3 separate regions of the Anas platyrhynchos genome follow, and regions 2 and 3 are each linked to region 1. The links are chromatin contacts, called in public Hi-C maps. All regions are on one chromosome and are shown on one strand. Each heading gives the region's core, a stretch centred on a gene start, on an enhancer-like site or on the middle of the called end of the contact. The rest is flanking DNA. Distances are from core to core; before and after follow the strand shown. Region 1 holds the start of ATP7B (ATPase copper transporting beta). Region 2 holds the start of WDFY2 (WD repeat and FYVE domain containing 2). Region 3 holds the start of INTS6 (integrator complex subunit 6).

Region 1 (3,980 bases), core at 1,131-3,630:
GACCACCGACAGCATATCGGTGCTGATGGTGGGATAGTGCACATAACACCCGACACGACAGCCTCCTAAATATTTAAAGAGGGGGAGCGTGAAGGCGTAACCCATTGAGTCAATATAAATGTCAGGAACACACTTCAGAAGAGCTTCCCAGCCAAGGAACACAGAGCCTAAGCTTTGTCCCAGCAAAGTGAAGTGAGGATAAAGAGAAGCTTCCACGAGGTAGCGTTTTTCTAGAAACACAAACTTCACGGGATGAGTTAATTTAATATTGAACCTTCTGAAAGCACCTTCTACTATTTCTTCTGCAGTGGCATCTCTGTCACCAGTGTAAACAACACACGTTATGTTTTTGTACCTGTAAGAACAAGGAAAAAGAATTTCACGTGTTCTCATCAAGTTTTATAACATGAAACTAAAATATTATCCATTCAAAATTAATACGAAAGTATGCACAAAACAAACATCTGGCCTAGCTCTGAAATGATTTTGATTTAACTAAATTGATTCTATGAATTCTTTCCCTTATATTTCTATTTTATTTTTTTCTGATCCTACAGTAAAGCATGATGGATGAAGACTGTGGTTTTTTTTAGATAAAGGAGCTCAGTATTAATCAATATCAGACTTAAGAGTGCCTTGCAGTGTTAGGAGATGTCCATCTAGAGTACAGCATGAACAAAATGCAGAAGGCTGCAAAATTCAGAAGGCTGCTCAAAGCCAGGGGTTGTGTCCGTGCTAATATCCACTTCAGATATTAACTTTGTCTCTTGCAACAAGAGGCGAGTATCAAAACTAGAACCTGCGTGCAGGTAACTGATGTGTCCATAAAAGTCCAATATCAGTACAAAAAAAAAAAACAACGATAAGAGAGGAGGGGTTTGGCCTAGGAGGAAAGAAGTGACAGGTGCTGCAGCTGTGCAGAAGACAGAGGACAGAATAAAATCCAGGCAGAGTGCTGAAGCCAGAAGGTGCAACCAGGTGAAACAGAGATCTAAAAAAAACCCTTAGGGCCCGTACATTACCGATACCCATTTAAATATGCAAAAATAACACAATTTGCATAAAAAACACCTCAGGAAGCTGAGTGTGAAACGTGGTATTTGACAGACAGACGCGTGCTTACTTTTTCTGGAGCGTCCTTATGGCACACCACAAGACCCTCTCCCCTCCACCTCCTGCGTTGCAGTAGGGGTGAAAAAACGCCACCAGCACGGGTCGCTGCCCGTCCCTCCCCGCTGGGCCGAGCTGCCGCTTCCTCGCCTGCAGCCAGAGCCGCACGCCCCACAGCAGCACCGCCACGCACAGGCACAGAGCTCCACTCAGAAACAACGCCGGCACCAGCAGCGAGCACAGCAACCTGAAACGAGTCAGAAAGCGTTAAACTTTCAATAATTCAATAATTAATTGTTGCATAGAAGAGACACAGTGCGGTGACAAGATGAGGGGGAATGGGCTAAAGTTGCGCCAGGGGAGGTTTAGGTTGCGTATTGGGAAGAACTTCTTCACGGAAAGGGTTGTGAGGCATTGGGATGGGCTGCCCAGGGAGGTGGTGGAGTCACCATCCCTGGAAGTCTTTAAAAGAGGTTTAGATGTAGAGCTTAGGGATATGGTTTAGTGGGGACTGTTAGTGTTAGGTCAGAGGTTGGACTCGATGATCTTGAGGTCTCTTCCAACCTGGGTGATTCTGTAGAGAGATGGGCTTATAGTGATCTTAAGTTAGATCACTGATATCGGTGTTTCATTTCAACAATTATGATAAAAGTAAGTTGTTTGGGAAAATATTTTTTCCACTTTTCAATTCTGTATTATTAATAGTATATATTTGTGCATATATATGTGGTATATATAGTATCAGGGCGATACACTGACATACACAGACGTTATATTATAGGATATACACCCGCATACACACCACATAAACGCCACATAAAGCTATATAAAAGGCATATAAAGGCTGCAAAGTGGCAAACAACCCTTAAACAGCCTTTTTAGAGCCTCCCTCAGCCGAGCCGGCCCCGCGAGGCCCTGCATTAACGCAGAGCGGCTCTGCCTGCCCTCAGGGCACGGCCCAGCACCCCGCCATTCCCCTCCCCGGGCTCCCGTCCCTCAGGTTGCTGAGGGCGGCCCCGGCCCGGGCCCCGCTCCCCTCAGAGGAGCCGCGGCCCCCTCCCCCCCTACCTGCCCGTCCCGCCCGCCACCATCTTGTGGCGTCCTGACGGAAGAGAAGGCAGCCCCGGGGGCGGGGCCAAGCGGGCGTTGCCTCTCTCCCATTGGCTCCCCGCGGGAGATGGACAGGCGGGGAGGCGGGGCATAGAATGGGAGCCTGAGGGGAGGGAAAAAAAAAGGCAGAGGGGGGTGGTGGGGGCAGCGGGAGGGGGTGCTGTTTGTGGGGTCCGCGGGGGTGCTGCTGGATCTCGGGTTTTTACCTCCCCTTTTACCTCCCCTTCCGTTTTGTCCCCACCGGGGGGATACTCACACGCCGGAGGGGTGGTATAGGGATGAGCTGGGCTGTGCTGCTTTTCCAAACGCTGCTGCTGCTGCTGCGTCGTGCAGCGCCTAAAATGGCCGCCCGGGGAGCGGGGTGAGAAAGCCGGCGTGTGTCCCCTCACCGTGTGCGGGGTGAGGCTGCCGACAGCTAGGTGAGGGGGAGCGTTTACACAGTGTGGTCCTGGCTGCCAGAACCTGAAGGGAAGGGGTGGGGAGCTGAGGGTCGGCCTCTGCTCACAGGTAACCAGTGACAGGACCAGAGGGAATGGCCTCAAGTTGCACCAGGGGAGGTTCAGGTTGGCAATGAGGAGACATTTCTGCTCAGAAAGATCAGTCAGGCACTGGGACGGGTTGCCCAGGGAGGTGGTGGAGTCACCATCCCTGGGGGTGCTCAAGGAGAGGTTGGACGTGGTGCTTGGGGACATGGTTTGGTGGGTGACAGTGGTGGTAGGGGGATGGTTGGACCAGGTGATCTTGGTGGGCTTGTCCAACCTTCGTGATTCTGTGGTTCTAACATTGATCTGCTGTCATGTAGGTAGGCATTTACTTCTCTTCCCATCATCTCCTTAAAATTATGGGGCATATCTGATGCAGATAAGTCTGTCTCCAGCTTCTCACAGTGCTGATCTATCCAAAATCTGAAGGTATTTTAAACATGCGCTACCTCTCCCAAACCCTGATTTTTCAGTCTTGTTGAGGCTGAAGCGCACTCTTCCATGTCATAGCCCTTGGTGCGTTTTGAGGCCTTGGGGCTGTTTGGGATGCTTGTGAAGGTCCTCCTGTGGCTTCCTGATCAGCAAATGTTGTAGGGCCCAGCGTTTATTTGGCCATTGTTACAGCCTGAAGCCAAGAGACAAAGCCTCTGCTGTGGTGTTGGTACTTAAGGGAGCCTCCACGTTGGGGGTCAAAGTTGGGAACATGTCCAGCCCTGAAAGTTAGGGTTGTAGTAGTTGATACTAATGTTATTTAAACACCTTCACTGCCTTAATTACAACTGACTATGCTTTTTTCAAGGGCCTTTATTTGAGCAGTTACATTGGAACAGTGGTGTTGGGAAGGCCAGCAAGAGTGACCGGACATTTCGTTTCTGACCCAACAGTTCTCATATGTTGGGTGCAACAGGCACTGGTTTCTCCCCCTTAATCTTCTCCTCTTCCCCAACAGACCAGCTGCCTGAGAAGCATGTCAGATGTTTACAGAAGGGACCTGTGCTGGATTCACACCTCTCAACTTGAGACACGTTTCTTGCAATGTCAACATTTGAAGCTAACTGCCCGGGTTCAGAGAAGAGGCATAGTTCTTCTAGGGAACAAGCAGTCCCGTCTGTTTTAGTTGATGAAAATTGTGTGTCTCTCCACTGACTTGAAAAGGAGCTTATGGCCACTCCCTTGGAAGGTATGAGTCTTAGACTGAGTTTATTTATGAAACTGATGGATCACAAGTTAGCCACAGCTTAATTAAGATGAGGCTGAATGAGTTCTGATTAGCAAGTA
Region 2 (4,195 bases), core at 825-3,324, 190 kb after region 1:
CTCAACACTAACACCAGGAGGCAGGTCCAAACAGGAAGGATCTGCAAAAGCCTGATCATAAGGCACAGGTACTGAGAGGCTGGTAAACTTTTCACCAACCCCAAGTATTGGGAAGCCTTCAAGATTGAATTCCAACCTGCTAGGCCTTCCAAATAAGTTTTGGCCCCTGAATCCTCTAATCACAATAGAAATGCAGATGGAAAATGCAAGGAAAAGGCATCAATTAACATCTTCATGCCTTAAGAAATAAAAGGCAAGATCATAGCTTATAGCACCTCACATATGCCACAAACCAGCCCATGAGCAAGGAGGTTACCTCATAAATGCCTTTATACAGAGAATGAACTCTGAGCCCCTGGACTTAACACAATACTTCTTGTTTCCTTTGAGCTACCCCGTATCACCTTTAGACACCTAGCAGCAGATTTCTTTCTCCAGCTGCAGCAGCAAGCAGGACGGACATAAATTAGGGTCCTATGTTAAAGGTTAGTGCTGGGACAGGAGAGAGGGTGCTGCTGTTGAACTAGCAAGTTGTTGAGTGAGAAACCTCTGAGCTCTGCTTCACCGCTGTTTTGTTGAACCTAACATCTCAGTTATTAGTGAAGCAAACACGTCACCAATCCCTTTCTCTACCAAGAAGTATTGATTTGCAGCACCCACCTACTCTCAGCAATTCATACCTGCTAAAATAGCAGAAGCTAGACACTAATTGTTTTGTGCTGTGGGGGGGAGAGACAGAGGTTGAGAGAGACCCATACGAGAGCAAATTAATATCAGGAATACTTTCTTACTGATAAAAAGAATTAGCTGAGTAAGCGCTATTCAGTTTCACAACAGTCAACTAAAAACATAAATAAAATAAAAACACGGCCATGTAGCACTTTAAAACTCCGTTTAAAGTCTCTTCTACAGTGTACTTGTTTGAAGCAGCTCTTTTCTTCTCGCTATGAGGCACGACAGCTCACTTGGAGACCACGGCTTAGATGAACTTAAATCATCTTGGATTTACACGGTTCACATGCCTGACAACTAGCTGGAAACTAACGCACAGTGAGGACAATGACAGGATGAAAGAAATACTCACAGTTTTCAGGATAGCTGAGAGAGAAATAAAAGCAGACACTGAACAGGATAACGGGTATCCAAGAGAAACAGTCCCCCCAAAAACCCTTGAGAACCGCGACATATTCACGTGTTGGCCAGTGTTTGCCCTTTGAGCAGACAGCTGGGGACGCGGGTTACGTGCACCTGAGCTGTAAATTAATTCTGTTTAAGATAATTATGGATGGATGGTGCAGGAAAACTGAGATTTAAAGGAACCTTCACAACCTGGTGTGAAAACTTCAGCGGGAAGGCTGCACGACGCTCGGGCTCTTGCAGGGCAGCGCCAGCCATGCGTCCACCCCACACTGCACAGCTGACGGGCCAAAAACATCCTGCTCCTTGGTCCCTCCACAGCACGGGACCGAACTCTGAGATCTTATCAGCACGATTTTTAAAGGGCATTTTTAAACAACCACCCAGAAACACTTGGGAGAGGGGGGAGAGGGGAAGGAACACTGCCTTGGCCAGCAGCGCCACAAACCTGCGGGCAAGGTCAGGAAGGATCCCTGCGGCACCCCCAGCACCCTCACCACAGCACCTGGACCACCATCAGCAGGACCAGGACCACCAAGACCACCACCATCACCAGGACCACCACCAGCAGGACCAGCAGGGTGGCACCACCACCACCACCGCCCTCCTACACCCCCGGCTGCTCCGGGGGAGCCAGCGCCCGGCTGCCCCTTCCCGCTACCTGTCCTCGGAGACGCTGATGACCCCGTCCTCCTTGGGCACGATCGCTGCCATGTTCACCACCTCCTGCGAGCCCTCCACCTTGTTGAGCAGGAGGGGCTTGCGGGTCAGCGCCTTGGGCTGCGGCTCCGCCGCCATGGGCACCGCCGCTGCGGCGAGGGGAGGCTGCGGCGAGGGGAGGCGGCCGCACCGAGGAGGAGGAGGAGAAGGAGGGACTCGGTGCACGGTGCCGGGCTCTGTCGCTCATCCCCCGGGCTCCCCGGGAAGCAGGAACCGAGGAGGAGGCGGCACCGCCCCCGAGCCGAGCCGGGCCGCCCCCCTGGGCCGGGCCGGGCGCTGCGGGGGGCTGAGGGGGGAAATGGCGGCCGGAGGCGTCGCCATCTCGCAGCGCCCCCAGGGGTGTCCCGGCGGCCGGGCTGCCCGGGCGCTGCGGGGAGGGTTAACCTGCTCGGAGGAGCCGGGCTGCTAAAGGGAGGCCTTAAGCAGGTCATGGTGGTTAAAAAACGGGTGTAGATGGCTGCTTTGCCGAGAGGGAGTGCGGGTCCGGGTGCCGGAGAGCAGCCCCCCCCCCTGCCCGATCACCACACGGTGGCCGGCTGGTTGCGAAGCTCTTCGCTTCAAGGCTTGTCTGTATTTAGGTTACAAACTCTCTCCTGGTGAATTTTTAAGGGAAATGCAATGGGGCTCCAGCAGCTGTTTTTCAGTGAGATTCTGCTTTTTCCTTACTTTTCCTGGTGGGTACATTGAGGTCTGAGAAGGGCAGGTAACGTGCCCAAAGCTCTGTGCTAAAGTCAGCAAAACAAACAAACAAAAAAACTAACACGCTTTCTCTTGAAGTGTGTGCCAAAGACAATCTTTCATAATCCATCTGGAGAACTCTGGAAAACAACTGTAGGTATCTGAACAGTTGTCCTACATCGCAGAAGTGATTTGCAGCCTGGAAGGCGTTACTTCAAGTGTAACTTCAAACTTAACCCATGGTAAGATGAGGAGCAGCAGTTCTCTGAAAATAAATAAATAAATAATAGGGCTCCTTCCCATCAGCAGAGAAATTGAGGAGGCTTATGAGTTTAGCAGATAGGGCTATATTTGTTGTGCAATTTGTGACTGTCACTTGTGGAAGTGAAAGCTAAACTCCAGATAGTGCTTAGTAAACTGACCATATTATGCTAAACAAACAGGGTCTGGAGGTCGGCAGGACCACAGCAAGGCGTTTAAGCTCTACTTGACTGAACTATTTGAAGTTCACAAGTGTACTGTGGAGGGAAGTGTCTGGTCAGCAAGAGATAATGGCTTGTAGGAAATGCATCTGCAATCTCAAGCTGTTTCCCAGGGGATGTATGATCACATTAGATAACATCCCATTCTCGCAGTTCTTAGAAGGGAATTGCTACTAGAGAACCAAAGATGGAAACCAGCCCTCTTACAGCTACAGATGACCCTGCAATCCTCGGCTAGACCTACAGCTGGAAAACCTTGCATTGCTATGCAATGTATGAAATATTCTCTGAAGACATTGATACACTTGACAGTTTTCAGAATGGATGTATACCTTAAAATGTCTTGGAAAACTAAAGTCTGAAGAAATCTGGCAAGGGCTGCCGTCTTTGCAGTTTGTTTACATTCAGGATTTGGCACTGTGCACTATTCATAGATAAACATGGTCTGAAAGTATGCTGGAGGCAACATACTGCAGGCTCTAGGGAGATGTAGAATACTATTTGCCAAACAGACCTTCAAGAAAATGAGTAAGGGGGAAATGAGTATCTTAATAAGGTATGGGTTACGGGACCAGGAGTAGTCCTATGCATCCCTCAAATTACCTGTTATTTTTATTTATTTATTTATTTATTTTTTTCAGCAATTGCCTATTGAGACATTATTTCCCTTGCCTCTCCTTTATCTTTAAACATTTAATACACAGCCCTTCTGGAGGAAAACACTAAAAACAGTCCTAGATGGACATTTTATTTAACAATCCTGTTTCTAAAAAGGTGCACAAGAAACTCCAATTGGTGGCTATGACATAGTTCAGGTGCACCCGTTGAATGCAGGTTTCACAGGCAGCAACAGCTCGGATGCCAGGGGCATGCATTTGGATCAAAATCAAATAATGACACTGAAATGAAATCTATGCTTTATATAAAGGTCTAATCTTTGGTAATGATTTACCTGTTTTAAAAAAAAAGCCCACAACGCAAGAGATGCTCCAGTGGGCTTATAGTCAGTCAAGATAAAAATCGTAAGGGCTTATTTTAAAGCTTATCTTTAATGGTGACTTCCTCAGCAAGACCAGGAAGGTACTTAAATAATAGAAAACGAAATCCTGAGCTCTGGTACATCACTTTAGCAGGTGTCCAAATCTGGGGTCAGTGCTCTCATCTCCCTTATAAGGTAG
Region 3 (4,480 bases), core at 982-3,481, 200 kb after region 1:
GAGGTGCTCTTTTACTAGGCCAGTCAATGAAACATCAATGATATTACACATAGGAGAGAAGATGGCATGTCTGAGGAACGTGCCTGTCTAAGAGATTTAAAAGGAAGCCAATTAAGAGGCCAACAGCATACACTCACTCAACATGACTCCCCAAAGGAGCTACAAATCCCAAGGCATGACTTGTTAAAGTAGCATCACGGCCTTTACTTAACAACTCGAATCCCACCACCTTAGGGAGATAATTACTAGTCTAGCAGTAGGCAACCTTGCTGACCTCCTCAGGAGCCGCACACCTGACAGGGAGCCAGAAGACGCGTGCAACTTTCTGTGGAAAGCCGAGGGGACAAAAGGCATCCCAAAACACAGATGTAGACAGGAAAAGACTGTGTTGTACCAAGGCTCTCCAACAGACCAACTATTTTTTTGTACAATGGGGGCTGGCATGCAGATGGGTTCCAGGGCAATCCAGCAACGTGGCCTCAGCAGCACCTGCTGGTTTGCTTCCTCTAGCAGCAGGGGCTCAGATTAAGCAGTAGACCCTGGACCAGCACAGCCTTGCTGTCAGTCACAGGACACAGCCCCACCACTGGAACTCCGAAATTGAATGGCTGGAAAGATACAAGCAGCTTCGGACTCACACCAGCTTGGCTGGGCTTATCGCTGCCCGCAGGATCCATGCTGAGTACTCACAGCAGAGGATGTTGCTTCTGAAGAAATACAGTTGTCATAACTTGCCTGTACCCACTCCAAAAATCAAGTTTCATTCCCAACTCCTTCAGAAGGGCTCCGAGGGGTGATCTGGGATAAAAGGAAGCACCCCTGGGGTTGCTCCAGCGCCTCAGAACGGATGGCACAGGCCGCAGATGCCAACAGGCAAGCCAAAATATCAAAATACCACGCTCACAGGCCTAAGAATGCCTAAAAACTGCAATGGAAATACGATTCCACCCCTCTCTCTCCAGCCTTCCTAGAAACTAAATGCTAATCTTTCATTAGTCTTAAAGAAAAAAAAAAAAAGCCAGAAACTGCTCTTGCCTAACAAGACAGAAACGTTGCCTGGAAGAACAAAATGAATCAAACCAGGCCACTGCCAATTTTATCTTGAGAGAGGGAGCACAGTGGCTTCGTACCTTCGAGAGCAGCGGCTGTGGGAGCCCATCAGCCGGATCAGGGGAAAAACATCAGGCAGAGAGGACGCGGAGCAACCCCCTGAACAGATTATGCTAAAAAATGGCTCTGGAGTTAGCGCTCGAAGGCTAGCGGAGCAGAAGCGGCAGAGACTCAATTGTTGGGGGAAAACGAGCAAACAAAAACCGAGGACAGATCTTCGTCGTTAATTGGCTGGAAACGCTCCACGATTGTATGATTTATAGGAAGTAAACTCAAAAGAGTGCCTGAGCACGGATCAAAGGCACATTAACGTTCATCTCCGCCTGCACGTAGGGGAAAAGGTCACAGCGAGGGCCGGCCAATTTTTTTTTACATTTTTATTTGTTTATTTATTTATTTTTACACAGAAAGATCAGACCGAGTCTGTCGGAATTCACCGCCACACACCGAACCCCGCTGGACACGTCGGGCTGCCAGAGGCTGAACTTTTCCCTGATAAACGAGCCCCCCTTCGGCCAGGCCGGCGGATTTCAGCCAGACTTTGGGTTTTCCCCCCTCGGCCTCCTGTCCCGAGGGGTAATTTGGGGATCGGAGCGCCTCATGGGGCCTCTCCCCCCCCCCCCCCATCAAGACGGGGGAAGCGCTGCCTCAGGGGGCGCCTCGCAGCCCCTCAGCGGGAGCACGGCTCCCCCCCCTCAGCCTCAAGGCGAGCGTCTCCCCTCACCCCGCGGCTCCCCCGCCCGTTCCCGGCGGGGCCGAGCCGCCTCCCTCCCCTCAGCCCCGCCGCAGCCCCCCCGCCGCCATTTTCTGACGAGCGGCACCCCCCGCCCCGCGCTCCCCCCACCCCCCCCCCGCCATTTTCTGACGAGCGGCGCCCCCCTGCCCGCACCCAGCGCCCCCCCCCCACACACACACTGCGCATGCGCAGCGGCGCCGCTCGGGCCCTCTCCCCCACGTATCCCCTTCGCCCCGCCCCTAATTTGAATATGCTAACGAGGCACCGCCCGGCGGCCCAATGGCGGGGCGGGGAGGCCGTCACGTGGGGGCGGGGCCGCGTGCCTGGGGGGCGTGGCCAGCCCAGCCCAGGCGGCTATAAAAGCCGGCGGCGAGCGCGGCAGCGCCTCAGTCAGAGGCGGAGGGGGGCGGGCGGCGAAGGGGCTGCGGCTGCTCCGCCCGAAACTTCGGAAAGGGGGGGGGGCGGCAGCACCAGCAGCAACAGGGGGAGGGGAGGAGGAGGAGGAAGGAGAAGAAGAGGAAGGAGGTGGTGGTGGTGGTGGTCGGGGCGGCGGCGGGGGGGAAGGTCAGCAGCGGCGCAGCCCTCCCCGCCGCTCCCTCATGAGCCAGCCCGTGCTGGGCTGAGCAGGCCCCGCACACAAAGGAGGGCAGGGCAGGCAGCGCTGCCCCCCCCACCCCCCTTCCACCTCCCCACCACCTTCCCTTCCCCTCACCCTGAGGGAAGGGGCGGCGGGGAGGCGCCCTTCCCCGTGCACAGCACTCACGGCCACTCGTTCCCCCCTCCTCTTCCTCCTCTTCCTCCCACCTTTGGTTTTTCCTCCTCCTTTCCCCCCCCCAGCCCCGGTCCATGTAGCCGCCCCGGCCGCCGGCCCCTCCGCACTATGCCCATCTTACTCTTCCTGATAGACACGTCCGCCTCCATGAACCAGCGCACCCACCTGGGCACCACCTATCTGGACATAGCCAAAGGCGCTGTAGAGACTTTCATGAAGGTACCGGCTGCAAGGAGGCGAGGAGAGAGAGAGAGAGGAGGGGAGAGAAACGAATTGGGGAGGGGAGGGGGGGGGAGAGGGGAAAAAAAGGGAGGGGGGGGCTGCGGGGGGCGAGGGCGGCGGTGTGCGGGCACCCAGGGAGGGAGGGGAGGGGGAGGAGGGAGGGCTGGGGCTTGGGGGGGGGCTCCTGCACCCCCGCCTTCCTCCTCCTCCTCCTCCTCCTCTTCCTCTCGCCTCACCCTCTGCTTTGTGTCCCCCCCCCCTTCCCCACCACCATTTACACCGCAGCTCCGAGCCCGGGACCCGGCCAGCAGGGGAGACAGGTACATGCTGGTCACTTTCGAGGAGCCTCCCTACGCTATCAAGGTAACCCCCCCCCCCCCTCCCCTGCTAATCCTTCCCTTCCCTTTTCCCTTCCCTCCCCAGCCTCCTTCCTGCCCCCTCGGCCCGGCCGGGCAGCTCAGCGCACGCCCGGGCTCTGGCAGCGGCAGCGCTGACATCAACATGGCCGACATTTTATTATTTTTTTTCTTCCCCCCCCCCCACCCCTCCTCTGTCCCTCCCCTGTGTGGTTTGTGAGCAGCAATGAACTGTGGGGGATATTTAATTCGAGTTGGGAGAAGTGACAGCAACTCCGAGGAGAGTTTGTATGGTTGGAGGGGGGGGGAAGGTTCTCTCTGTCCTGTCCTTTTCAGGGGGGGAAGCGAGGCGAGGGGGTGGTGGGGCCGCATGACACAGGGCTGTGAACCTGTTGGAGATCGCTTCAAGGCTGGGCAGAGGAGTTCAGATAGCTGCGAGGGCTATTCACGGGTGGCTTCACAGAAATTCGCCCTTTGGAACATCAGGTAGATACAGTTCGGGAAGATTTTAAACTGTTTTGAGGCTTTCCATAATGGCATTAAACACTCATAACTTCCAAGGTATTTTGCCTTTCTGCTGAGCTGCATGCACCTACAAAGTGTCTTGCTTAGTTGCTGAACAGAAAACCCTGATTCCTTACAAAGCTTCTGTCTGAAGAATGCCTTCTCACGTTTCTCTTTTCAGGCTGGCTGGAAGGAAAACCATGCAACGTTTATGAATGAACTGAAAAACCTTCAAGCTGAAGGACTTACGACTCTTGGCCAGTCCCTAAGGACAGCTTTTGATTTATTAAACTTAAATAGATTAGTAACTGGCATAGACAACTATGGGCAGGTAGGTTGACTGTTAATAGGTGGAAAAAAACAAAACAAACTTCTCAGGGACAGCTATTAACTAAATGTCCAAAGAGGCATCTTCATGAAATACGTGATGTGGGGGCTTCTTCAAAAGTAAGCAGAGATCAGATAGTTTGAAGAAGTGTAGCTGATGTTGATAGTTTTGTTCCTGTTTATTTCCACCCCCCCAGTTACTCAGTTCTTAAATGGTGATGTAGCCTCCAAGTTGATCTTCTCAGTTAAACTTTGTAATTTTTTTTCCAGCAAGTCTTATGTTTCAGAACCTTAACTGATGAGCCTGACGGGGGTCATGAAAACTTGGCTTTATGCGTACAGTGCTGTATGATCACATAAGTACGATTTGGGAGATGAGCTGGTTTTTGAGCAGCACTGCATGCTCCAAAAGTATTGAGTGGAGCACACCTTTTTAAAAACATTTTCTTTCTA

The links. A called contact is a pair of places that touch in the nucleus more often than the background predicts.
Region 2: a Hi-C map of subcutaneous adipose tissue shows a contact between it and region 1, with 3 times the contacts expected there. The contact joins the promoter of WDFY2 here to the promoter of ATP7B in region 1. A contact is called at or near these places in 2 of 8 Hi-C or Micro-C datasets (skeletal muscle and subcutaneous adipose tissue).
Region 3: a Hi-C map of subcutaneous adipose tissue shows a contact between it and region 1, with 2.7 times the contacts expected there. The contact joins the promoter of INTS6 here to the promoter of ATP7B in region 1. A contact is called at or near these places in 2 of 8 Hi-C or Micro-C datasets (skeletal muscle and subcutaneous adipose tissue).

The regions. Positions count from the first base shown.
Region 1 is chr1:179,678,705-179,682,684 of IASCAAS_PekinDuck_T2T, reverse strand. ATP7B (ATPase copper transporting beta) reads left to right here and starts at 2,380. Exons shown (of 23, transcript XM_013095105.4): 1 at 2,380-2,639; 2 at 3,652-3,882. The coding sequence starts at 3,864. ALG11 (ALG11 alpha-1,2-mannosyltransferase) reads right to left here and starts at 2,294. Exons shown (of 4, transcript XM_027471064.3): 1 at 2,179-2,294; 2 at 1,124-1,357; 3 at 1-355. The coding sequence starts at 2,201.
Region 2 is chr1:179,492,085-179,496,279 of IASCAAS_PekinDuck_T2T, reverse strand. It overlaps WDFY2 (WD repeat and FYVE domain containing 2), which reads right to left and starts at 2,074. Exons shown (of 12, transcript XM_038173902.2): 1 at 1,799-2,074. The coding sequence starts at 1,935. LOC140001324 (a long non-coding RNA gene) reads left to right here and starts at 2,210. Exons shown (of 3, transcript XR_011806445.1): 1 at 2,210-2,777.
Region 3 is chr1:179,474,387-179,478,866 of IASCAAS_PekinDuck_T2T, reverse strand. INTS6 (integrator complex subunit 6) reads left to right here and starts at 2,231. Exons shown (of 19, transcript XR_011806444.1): 1 at 2,231-2,837; 2 at 3,126-3,203; 3 at 3,882-4,031.